Regions from separate parts of the Mus musculus genome. Here regions 1 and 2 are each linked to region 3. Evidence: chromatin contacts called from public ChIA-PET data. All regions are on one chromosome and are shown on one strand. The core of a region is the stretch at or near the end of the contact, and the rest is flanking DNA. Distances in the headings are between cores, read along the strand shown.

Region 1 (2,700 bases), core at 135-2,634, 340 kb after region 3:
TGTGTGTGTGTGTGTGTGTGTGTGTATGTGTTTCTTAAGAAGGTAAATACAAGTCCCTTTCAGACACATTGGAGCTATCAACACAAATGAAGTACCATGTCCTAGGAGGTCACATATCAAATTAAAGGTGTTTCTGTACCCTTCTCTGGGCCCCAGCCATTCTAAGTAATGGATTTACAGAGGATGGTTGCTGAGATCTGGGGTGTTCTTAAGTTGGGGCCCATCTCTTCTCAGCATCTCCATTTCCTTGAGTTGCTCTGAAGTACTTCCTGTCTCTTTATCTGGTGGCCACATGTTTTTCTAGACTGTTCTATCCAACAAATACCGAAGTCCAAAGCAGACTATGTAACTAGGTAGCCATAACCGATTCCATGTTTTAGAAAAGCAGAGAGAAGGGCACACATATTCTGACCTGCATGCTCTAGAACCCAGATGTCACCTCCATAGTTAAACTGTGAGGAGAAAGGGGGCTGACTACTTGTCCGGTCAGATTTCAGGGCCACTTGTCACCCTGGGGTGAGAGCTATCTTCATCAGAGCCCCTAAGTGTCCCTCTACAGAACTCTAGGCTTCACTCACTATAGGCAGCAGCCTCCCCCAGTACCTGACAGAAAGAAAAAATAAATCCCCCAGCCCTTGAAGGCCCTCCCTTGACAACTCTCTTTCCAGCCACCCCCTTCTTTTTTAAAATAAAATGTTCGTTTACATGTGACGACCTCATGGCTCTCTCTCGCCTACAAATAGCCCTGAGTATGGGGCTGCTCACTTTTAAGAACTAAACAACGTCAGAGAGTCTCTGGCGAGCCACTTGGAACGTCTTTCTATTCAGGAACTGAATAAGTATTTTATAGACACAGCACAGGCACAGATGGCTTGCTTTTAGACAAGAAGAGCCTTAGACAGCAGGTTGCGTCAGACTCAGGGCTTGCTTAGCTCATCCCAAACCCGTCCTTGCTGCATCGAACTCAGAGAGATACCTGCACGCAGGTGGCCCAGTGCGTGCCCTGCAGTGGGCGGTGGCTGCTTTGCTAATGGCTGGGACAGGGTCCACTAGCCTTACACTGCTGTAGCGGCTGCAGCTAATGATGCTAACTGCTGGGTCCAAATGACTTCAGAAGCACCAATCCTGGCCTACAGACCTAGAAATGTCAGTTGCGTTTGTCTCACTAAATCACACGGGGCAGCTCAGAACCCAGAGAGGGCCCTGCGGTGTCTTTTCTTGCTTCCTCCCTCCTTACTTTCATAGATCTTTAGAACACACACTGAGCCTTCTTTGTTCTTTCAGTATGTTGTCTGAGGAGTTTCAAACGCAGACTCCTACCCCAGATCTCTTCTGACAAGACTCCCCACCCCCCATAGGAGCATCACTGAACACTTGGAACTTGATCTCTAAAGGGTGTAGCCAAACATGAGATGTCACCTCTCTGAGCCTTGCTTCCTACTTGGCCTGGGGACTGTGAGGTCCTCCCTCTATCCACCGCTCACTGCTGTATAAATGTGGCAGTAGGTGTTATATACTGCGGGTTTGTTACCCATCCTTGTATGTGGCTCTGAGTGTTTCAGGGATGCCTTTTGGTTTAAGGCCTGGAAGAAGAGTAATGTAGCTTGACTCAAAAGCAGCAAATGTTAAAGGACACCTCTGATCAAGCAGGGGAACTGGTCTGGGCCGCCCGGGCTCCTCAGTAAACCACAAAGCACTGCACGGCTCACTCAGCATTATCGCTACCTCAGCTCATGTCACCCTTGTTCACTAACACCTCTGAGGGAAGCCAAGTGAGGATCATGATCACATGATCATGCTAGACCACGGGGACAGCAGTTTAGAGAATCACCGTGCCATCACCACCTTCCCAGGCCTCCCTGCGTGTGTCACATTGTCAATGGTTCCATGTTGACAGTGCCCTCTCATGGAAGGCCACTGATTGTCCCTGGACAGTCTCCCATTATGTCTACCCTGTGGCAGGCATTCACTCTAGGGTGGAATACGGGAGTCATTTTACAGAGCCAAAAAGCATATTGGTGACATATGCTGCTTGGGAGACCTAGTGAAGGGACCACATGGCAGTGAGGTGGCTGAACCTGGGACAGTAATTGGTACCCCTGGGTGTCTCACAGTGATCCTCCTCACCCCGAACCCAAACAGAAGGCTGGTCTTGTCTTGCTTCATCACTTAAACCCCACCCCAACCCCTGAGACGCACACCCCCTATAACTGCTAAGAGTGCTCTCTCCACAGTTTCATGATGACAACCAGTACAACCATTATTCAGGTGACAAGTACATCTCATGTTCACTTAAAAACTGTCCCCCTCCCCATGGGGCTGGAGAGGTGGCTCAGCGGTGAAGAGCATTGATTGCTCTTTCATAGGACGCTGGTTCCGTTCCCAGCATCCGCGCAGCAGGTCACAGCTATCTGTCTGTAAGTTCAGATCTAGCAGATCTGATGCTTTCTTCTGGGTTCTGTAGGCGTGGTATGCACATGCCACACAAACACACAAGCAGGCAAAACACCCATACACACAGAATAAAATACAAATGAATCTAAAAATTAAATTAAATTAAACTGCCCCCCCTCCGGCTGGAGGTGTATTTCAGCGTCCCAGTGATAGAGTACTTGCCAATCCCCATATCTTCCAGCACTCAAAAAATAAAATAAAATAAAATAAAAACAAAAACAAAAACAAAAACTAAAAACATCTTTC
Region 2 (2,969 bases), core at 232-2,731, 420 kb after region 3:
CCCAGAGGAAATTTTATTTCTATTGCAATAAAAAATTTAATAAATAAAAAGCAACCGCGACCAAAAAAAAAAAAAAAACCCGCGGGGGAGAGACTCGCGCAGGCTGCGGCCGGGGCTTCCCAGAGCTCTGCAAGCCGACCTCGCCGGTGGCAGCGCGGGTACCCGGCTGGCTCTGGGAGAACTGTGTACCTGCGCGGCTCGCGCTGGCGTTTTCTTTTCTAAATGAACCCAGCTGGGGCGGTGGAAGCTGCTGAGAGTCTGCCCTGCTGCCTGACTTTGCAAGCCCCTCCACTTGCTTGAAATCCGGCGGATTTGCACCGCGACCTGCCTTGTTTATTTAGATGGGAAGATGAAAGATACAGAGATAGAAAGATGGATAAGAGGATGATAGGTATTTTCTCCCCTTCCTTTTTCTTTCTCTTCATTTTTACTGTTATAAGAGCATCCCTTTTTTTTCCCCACTCATGACTTTTTTGTTAACTCGTGGCGGGGATTTTTTTTTCACCAACCCAAAACCTCCCCCCCACACCTTTTTTTTTTTTTTGAGTTGGGGGGGGAAAGAAGACAAGACCGTCCCAGGAGACGGAGGTGGGGAAATGAGGAGGGGGTGCTCCAGCACAGCAAACAGCTGCGCAGCTGGATTCTTTTGCAAATAGCGAGAGGAGGGGAGGGGACGGCGGCTTCGGAATCCTAGCAGCGGCGCGGTCGGCGCCCAGCCTGGCGGGGCGCAGCGACCGGGAACCCGAAGCCCGCGGCCATCCCTTTCCCCTGCGGGTCCCTGGGTCCAGGGCGCTCTCGGGGCTCCGTCCGCCCGCTCCTCCGAGCGCGGACCCACGCGCTCGCCAACTTTTCCCGGCTCCCCCTCCCCCTCCACTCCTCGGCCCCCTCCCCCTCCTCTCCAAACCCCGCCACCAGCGCCGCCGCCGCCACACACGCCGCTTGGAGGGCCGAGCGTCCGGCCGGGCTCGGCGCGCACAGCCGCCTGCAAGCCCGCGCGCCCCCTCCCCGGCCCGGAGCCCGCGGCGGCTGCCCCCGGCTGCAGAGAAACTTTCCCAGAACCCCACGCTCGGCCGCTGCTCCCGGGTTGGTGTCCCCAGCCCCGGGCGCCCGGAGCCCCAGCCGCCGGCCCTTCGCGCGTGCGGCAGACACTTACGCGTGATGAGTTCCCTCTGGGACAAGTGCTGCGGGTTGCCCTGTTTGCGGCGGGACATTGCCCCGGCATCTATTCTGGCATCGCCCGGAAAGCTGCACAGATGCGGGCCGGGGAGGGGGTCTGAGCCGCCGCCGCCGCCGCGCCTCCTCCTCCGCCCGGGTTGGTGCCTCTGCCCTTCCTCTCTTCCTCTTCCTCCTCCTCTTCTTCTTCTTCGTCTTTATTTTGCTCTTTCTTCTGGGCTGTGTTTTTGTTTTTGTTTTTGCAAAAAGAAAGAAGAAAAAGCCAGGAAGATGGCTTGCTCTAAAATAGAGAAAAGGCTAAAATAAATTATAAAACTGCTGTTGCTCGCCGCTGGCTGGCCGGTTTCTTTAAAAATATATTCTTTTGGAGGAAAAATATCTCTCACACTTCTTCAAAGTGCTTGGCCTCTTAGACTTGTAAATGTCTTCTTGAAGTTACGCCGGGTTTTGCACCGGCCTCTGACACTTTTCTTTCGGGGTCTGGTAGGTGGAACGCGCACTTCCACCCAAGGGGAGGGGGGAGGAAAAAATGCAAACAAATTTCAAAAAAGCCAAAAAAAAAAAAAAGGCAAAGAAAACTTGGGGACTTGTCTCGTACCCCCTCACCCCGCCCCCTCAAAAACCCAAAAGCAATGAAAAGCTGCCTTGGTTCGGCTCTTTCTGGGTTTTCTGCGCGCTGCCTGCTTTTTTTCTTTCTCGGAGGCTGACCCCTCCGAGGCTCTGGGGGACTCCGGGAGCGGCTCCTTCCCGGGTCACCTGGCAGGCTGGCGCCGGCCGGAGGGGCTGCGGGTCCCCGCGTGCGCTCCCCAGCGCTGCCCGGCGCCGCGGGCCCAGGGGGAGCGGGGCTGCGGGGCGGCTCGCCCAGTGCGCCCGGGTCGGTGCGGGCGTGGACGGGAGCTATAGATTGCAACGTGAAGATGGCGGAGTCCGGGTTCTCCGGGAGCTCTCGGTCTCTCTGTGGCTGGGGCTGCCTCTGTACAATGGGATAAAATTCAAGTTCAAGTGCGGACGTGACGTTTAATCTGCTCTAGAGACAAAAAGACCCAGAGAGTCGGAGCACTGGGGGCGACTAGCGGTGGCTTTTTAACATTGTACCCTGTAAGAGAACAAGAAAGCACACACCGAGACACGCGCGCGCGCACTCACACACACTCGCCAGTGCGCACACCCGCAACCCAGGCCGGCCGGCCACACGTGCAAACTACTGTTTTTGTAAGCTGGTCTTATCACCGAGCACCGGTAGCGCAAAAGAGGGTGGGGGGGGATAAATAAAATAAAATCTTGTCCCCACTCACTCTTCCTCCCCCGGGAGCCGGACTCCCTGAGAAAGGGGGCGGAGTGCTGTGTGAGTAACTGAGGTACACTGAGTCCAAGCAAGTCCAAACCCACCCACTCGAGAAAGAGGGCTGGAAACCACGGGCTGGGGGAGACTGAGGCGACAGATAAAATTGTTTTCCTTCACTCTCTAGAAAAGTAGTTACAGTTGGTTTTACTTATTTGGAGAGGGGAGCATTTTGTAGAAACTTCCAAAAAAGTGTCTCCATATAAACCGTTGGGGGTTGGTCGTCTCAAACAACAAAATTAATGATACTGAGGGGCACAGTGGGGGGGGGCACATTTTGTTTGAATCCCATTCCAGAAGGGTTCTTCGCCCTTCTGGGCCCCATTAACTCCTAGGGGTCAAGCACTGCCCCGCCCCCACACCCTAGTCTCCTTGGGAAGCACGCGCTAGAGGGACGGGTTGGGGGGCACTCCACGTGGGAGAAGTCTGGGACTCACAGACCCAGAAGTGGGCG
Region 3 (2,820 bases), core at 189-2,688:
ATTTCCTACACAGGATTTTTGATGGTAAGCCCCCAGATGCCTCAGCCTGCACACCAGCTTGTCAGATCCACCTTGGGCGGAGAGGGGGAAATTCATCTTTATTTTCCCTCAAGAGAGAAGGAGGGGCAGAGAGAGGGGACAGAAGGGTGGGTTTGTTGGCTTGTTTGCATCCTATAAATAAAAATTCATCAAAGGATAAAAAAAAAATGATTCGTTTTCCGTGGAGATACTGCAGGCTCCTTGCCCGGTATCCAGATAAACATTGATTTAGGCAGATAGTTTATGAATTATACAGTGGTTTTAAAAGTGGGGTGGCAAGGAAAATAGAATATACCGTAGAACTTCGCATGGTTTCAGCCGATACAAATGAAGGATTCTGGATAGAATCCTGCCCCTCCTGTGCTTGAGATATCCCCACTTCAAAGGTGGCCAGTCAGGACACCCTTTTTGGCGACTGCACGTTTAAAACCGTGCTTACTGCTATTTCGTCTGTGAATGATTGGTTGACCTCATCCAGGCAATCAGCTAATTTGTGCTCTAAGCCAAAAGTTGAGGATATTCGAAGGAACAAGGCACACACTGCTGAAAGAGTCGGGAGGAAGAAAAGGAGATAGAAGAAGAGGGAGGGATGGGGGTCTGGGGAGGCATCTACTTAGGGTAGCAAGACACTTCGGGGCTGTAAACAGGAGGTAGTCTATTATTGGGAACTGATTGTATGTGTCAGGGTTACCTATTAGCTAACTCAAAGAATAATGAGAGAATCCAGGAATCTGAGCCATATTGAGTCCACCATCACAAATAACCAAGGTGGCGTTATCAGAGCCAAGGGTACCCAGTGAGACACAGACACCCAGTAATGCTTTCAGACGGGAGCTCGAGTAACGGAGGGGCGCAGCATAACTACAGCTGGAAGCGACAGTGAAGAAACGGGGAGAAGCATGCTGGCTTCCTCTCTTCTCTGCCCTGTCTTCCGGAGGTGAACCCCATGTTAGTACTTAGATTTAAAAGCCGGGAGATGAAGGGAACAAGGGGTTTGGGGTGGATCCGTCCTCTCAAGGACACAGGGATCCTGCAGGGGGCCACTTTACTCAGGTTTGGGGCTGATCATCCTCTAAGGAATGCAGGGGTCTGAGGGGAGGGGGGAGTGGTTCTTTTCCCACTTTACAGGTAAAGATTGCCAGACCTGGGACCTGAGCCCCTTGTCAATGGTCAAACAGCCAGTGGGACTTGGGGCATCTACAGACTTGTTTCTTAGTCTGTATATACAGAGTCTCATCTCACACACCACAGGCTGGTCCTAAATTCGAAATACAACTAAAGCTGACCTTGAATTTCTGATCCTCCTGCCTCCACCTCCCAAGTGAAGGGATTATATATGCGTGCCATCTAGCTCTGTTTATGCTGGTCGCAGACTGTACACGGGGCTTCCCACACACTAGGCAAGGGCTCGTCAAACCCGACCACTTCCTTGCCTAAGATCAAAAGCTCTGCATTTGACCTTCACTGACGGCTTCGCTCATCTGATTTCCAAAATTCCTTCCCACCGTTGCTATTTTTTTTTCCAAAATGGATTTATTTCTCAAACAAAACTTATCCAATCTGTTTTATTCTAATCCTTGATTCTATCAGAGGTATGGCAAAATATAATCTTTTATGAAAAAAATACAAAACAACTATTATTTGTGATACCTTTGTCAGATAATTGAGTGAAAACGGTTTTATCATAACGGCTTTATTTCTTTTTTCTTTTTTAAATCTTATTAAAAGAATTATATTCCTGACACTAAAAGCAAAGATCGTATTAAGTCTTGGAATTAGTGGTCTTTGGGAAACATTTCAGGAGAGTGAGCCTTCCCTGCAAATGTGGAGCCTCGTGGTAATCTAAGGAGCTTTCTATTGACAAGAATTTAGCCATTGCCCGCACCCCAAATCCAGATTGTTCCAGGCCCCTTTGGCTAAATTGGCGCCTATGTTACAGGCAATTTGTGCTTCAAGGTTTTATCTTGGTCATTACTGCTGCTGCAGCTTATTTGAATATTTTAATGAATGATGTTATTGTCTCTATGCCTGGGGGTCTTTTCAGCAGAGATCGCATTTAAAGGAGGAAAAGAAATACAGAAAAATAGCTCTAAATACGTCAGCGAGGATGGATGAGTCACTTCGGCTGTGCAGTAAAGCCAGAGCTGCCAGGTCACTGCCACAAGGCAAATATGCTAATGAAGGAACCAGGCCATGGAGAAGAGAGTGCTGACGAGTCAACTGGAGGAACCAGGGAGGTCTTCTCAGAGTCACCAGCTTGGTCAAAACCAAAAGAGGACACAGACATAGGTATAGTGCAAAAATATGGACTGCGGTGCTGGACCTTGCAGAAAGTGTCTACTGCCACGGGGCTGGGTCAGGAGAAAGGTTAGTTGTAAAAGCACTGTGGGAGTTCTGTTATTTTACTGATTGGAAATGTGCTCTGATGGAAATAAATATGACTTAGAAGCTGTCCCTTTCTGAACCCCTTTCCTAGACAGATGTCAGTTCCATTGAGCATGAGCATCTCGCCATGGAGGGTATGAATCTACTGTTTTAAGATGGACATGGGTCATGCAACAAGGATTTGAAGCCCAGGTCTGCTTCTGCCCCTGGTGCTTTTCAAAGAGTCAGCATCCTGGTTCACCACTGGAGAAGAATAAGGGAGCTAGCTGCTATTGAGAGTGGAGACATAGCCTCTGCATGGTGGCCTCTGCAGGTATTCCAAGACTGTGGCCTTCTGCTACAGTTGCTCCCCCAATACCTGTGACTGTTGTATGCACTACACCTGATGCAGTAGGG

The links. ChIA-PET counts read pairs in DNA pulled down with a chosen protein or histone mark.
Region 1: a contact with region 3 is called in an RNA polymerase II ChIA-PET map of memory CD8 T cells, with 13 read pairs. The contact joins two enhancer-like sites. A contact is called at or near these places in 5 of 115 datasets of contacts at active chromatin or transcription factors (double positive thymocytes, embryonic basal ganglia, memory CD8 T cells and 2 more).
Region 2: an RNA polymerase II ChIA-PET map of memory CD8 T cells shows a contact between it and region 3, with 24 read pairs. The contact joins the promoter of Bcl11b here to the enhancer-like site in region 3. A contact is called at or near these places in 8 of 39 promoter capture datasets (the 3T3-L1 cell line, cranial neural crest, embryonic stem cells and 2 more), 1 of 15 datasets of contacts at CTCF or cohesin (stem cell-derived epiblast-like cells) and 11 of 115 datasets of contacts at active chromatin or transcription factors (the SCID.adh cell line, craniofacial prominence, double positive thymocytes and 8 more).

What each region holds. Positions count from the first base shown.
Region 1 is chr12:107,920,032-107,922,731 of GRCm38.p6, forward strand. The region is part of intron 3 of Bcl11b (B cell leukemia/lymphoma 11B); the gene reads right to left. Among named protein-coding and RNA genes, the nearest start is that of Bcl11b, 82 kb to the right of the region's middle. Within about 2 kb of position 1,385, at least 43 of the 459 cell types and tissues checked have an H3K27ac peak or open chromatin away from gene starts, as enhancers often do. A contact at or near this core is called in memory CD8 T cells, where this site is marked.
Region 2 is chr12:108,001,933-108,004,901 of GRCm38.p6, forward strand. It overlaps Bcl11b (B cell leukemia/lymphoma 11B), which reads right to left and starts at 1,482. Exons shown (of 4, transcript NM_001079883.1): 1 at 1,154-1,482. The coding sequence starts at 1,211.
Region 3 is chr12:107,583,848-107,586,667 of GRCm38.p6, forward strand. No RefSeq gene overlaps it. Among named protein-coding and RNA genes, the nearest start is that of Gm33236, 65 kb to the right of the region's middle. Within about 2 kb of position 1,439, at least 14 of the 459 cell types and tissues checked have an H3K27ac peak or open chromatin away from gene starts, as enhancers often do. A contact at or near this core is called in memory CD8 T cells, where this site is marked.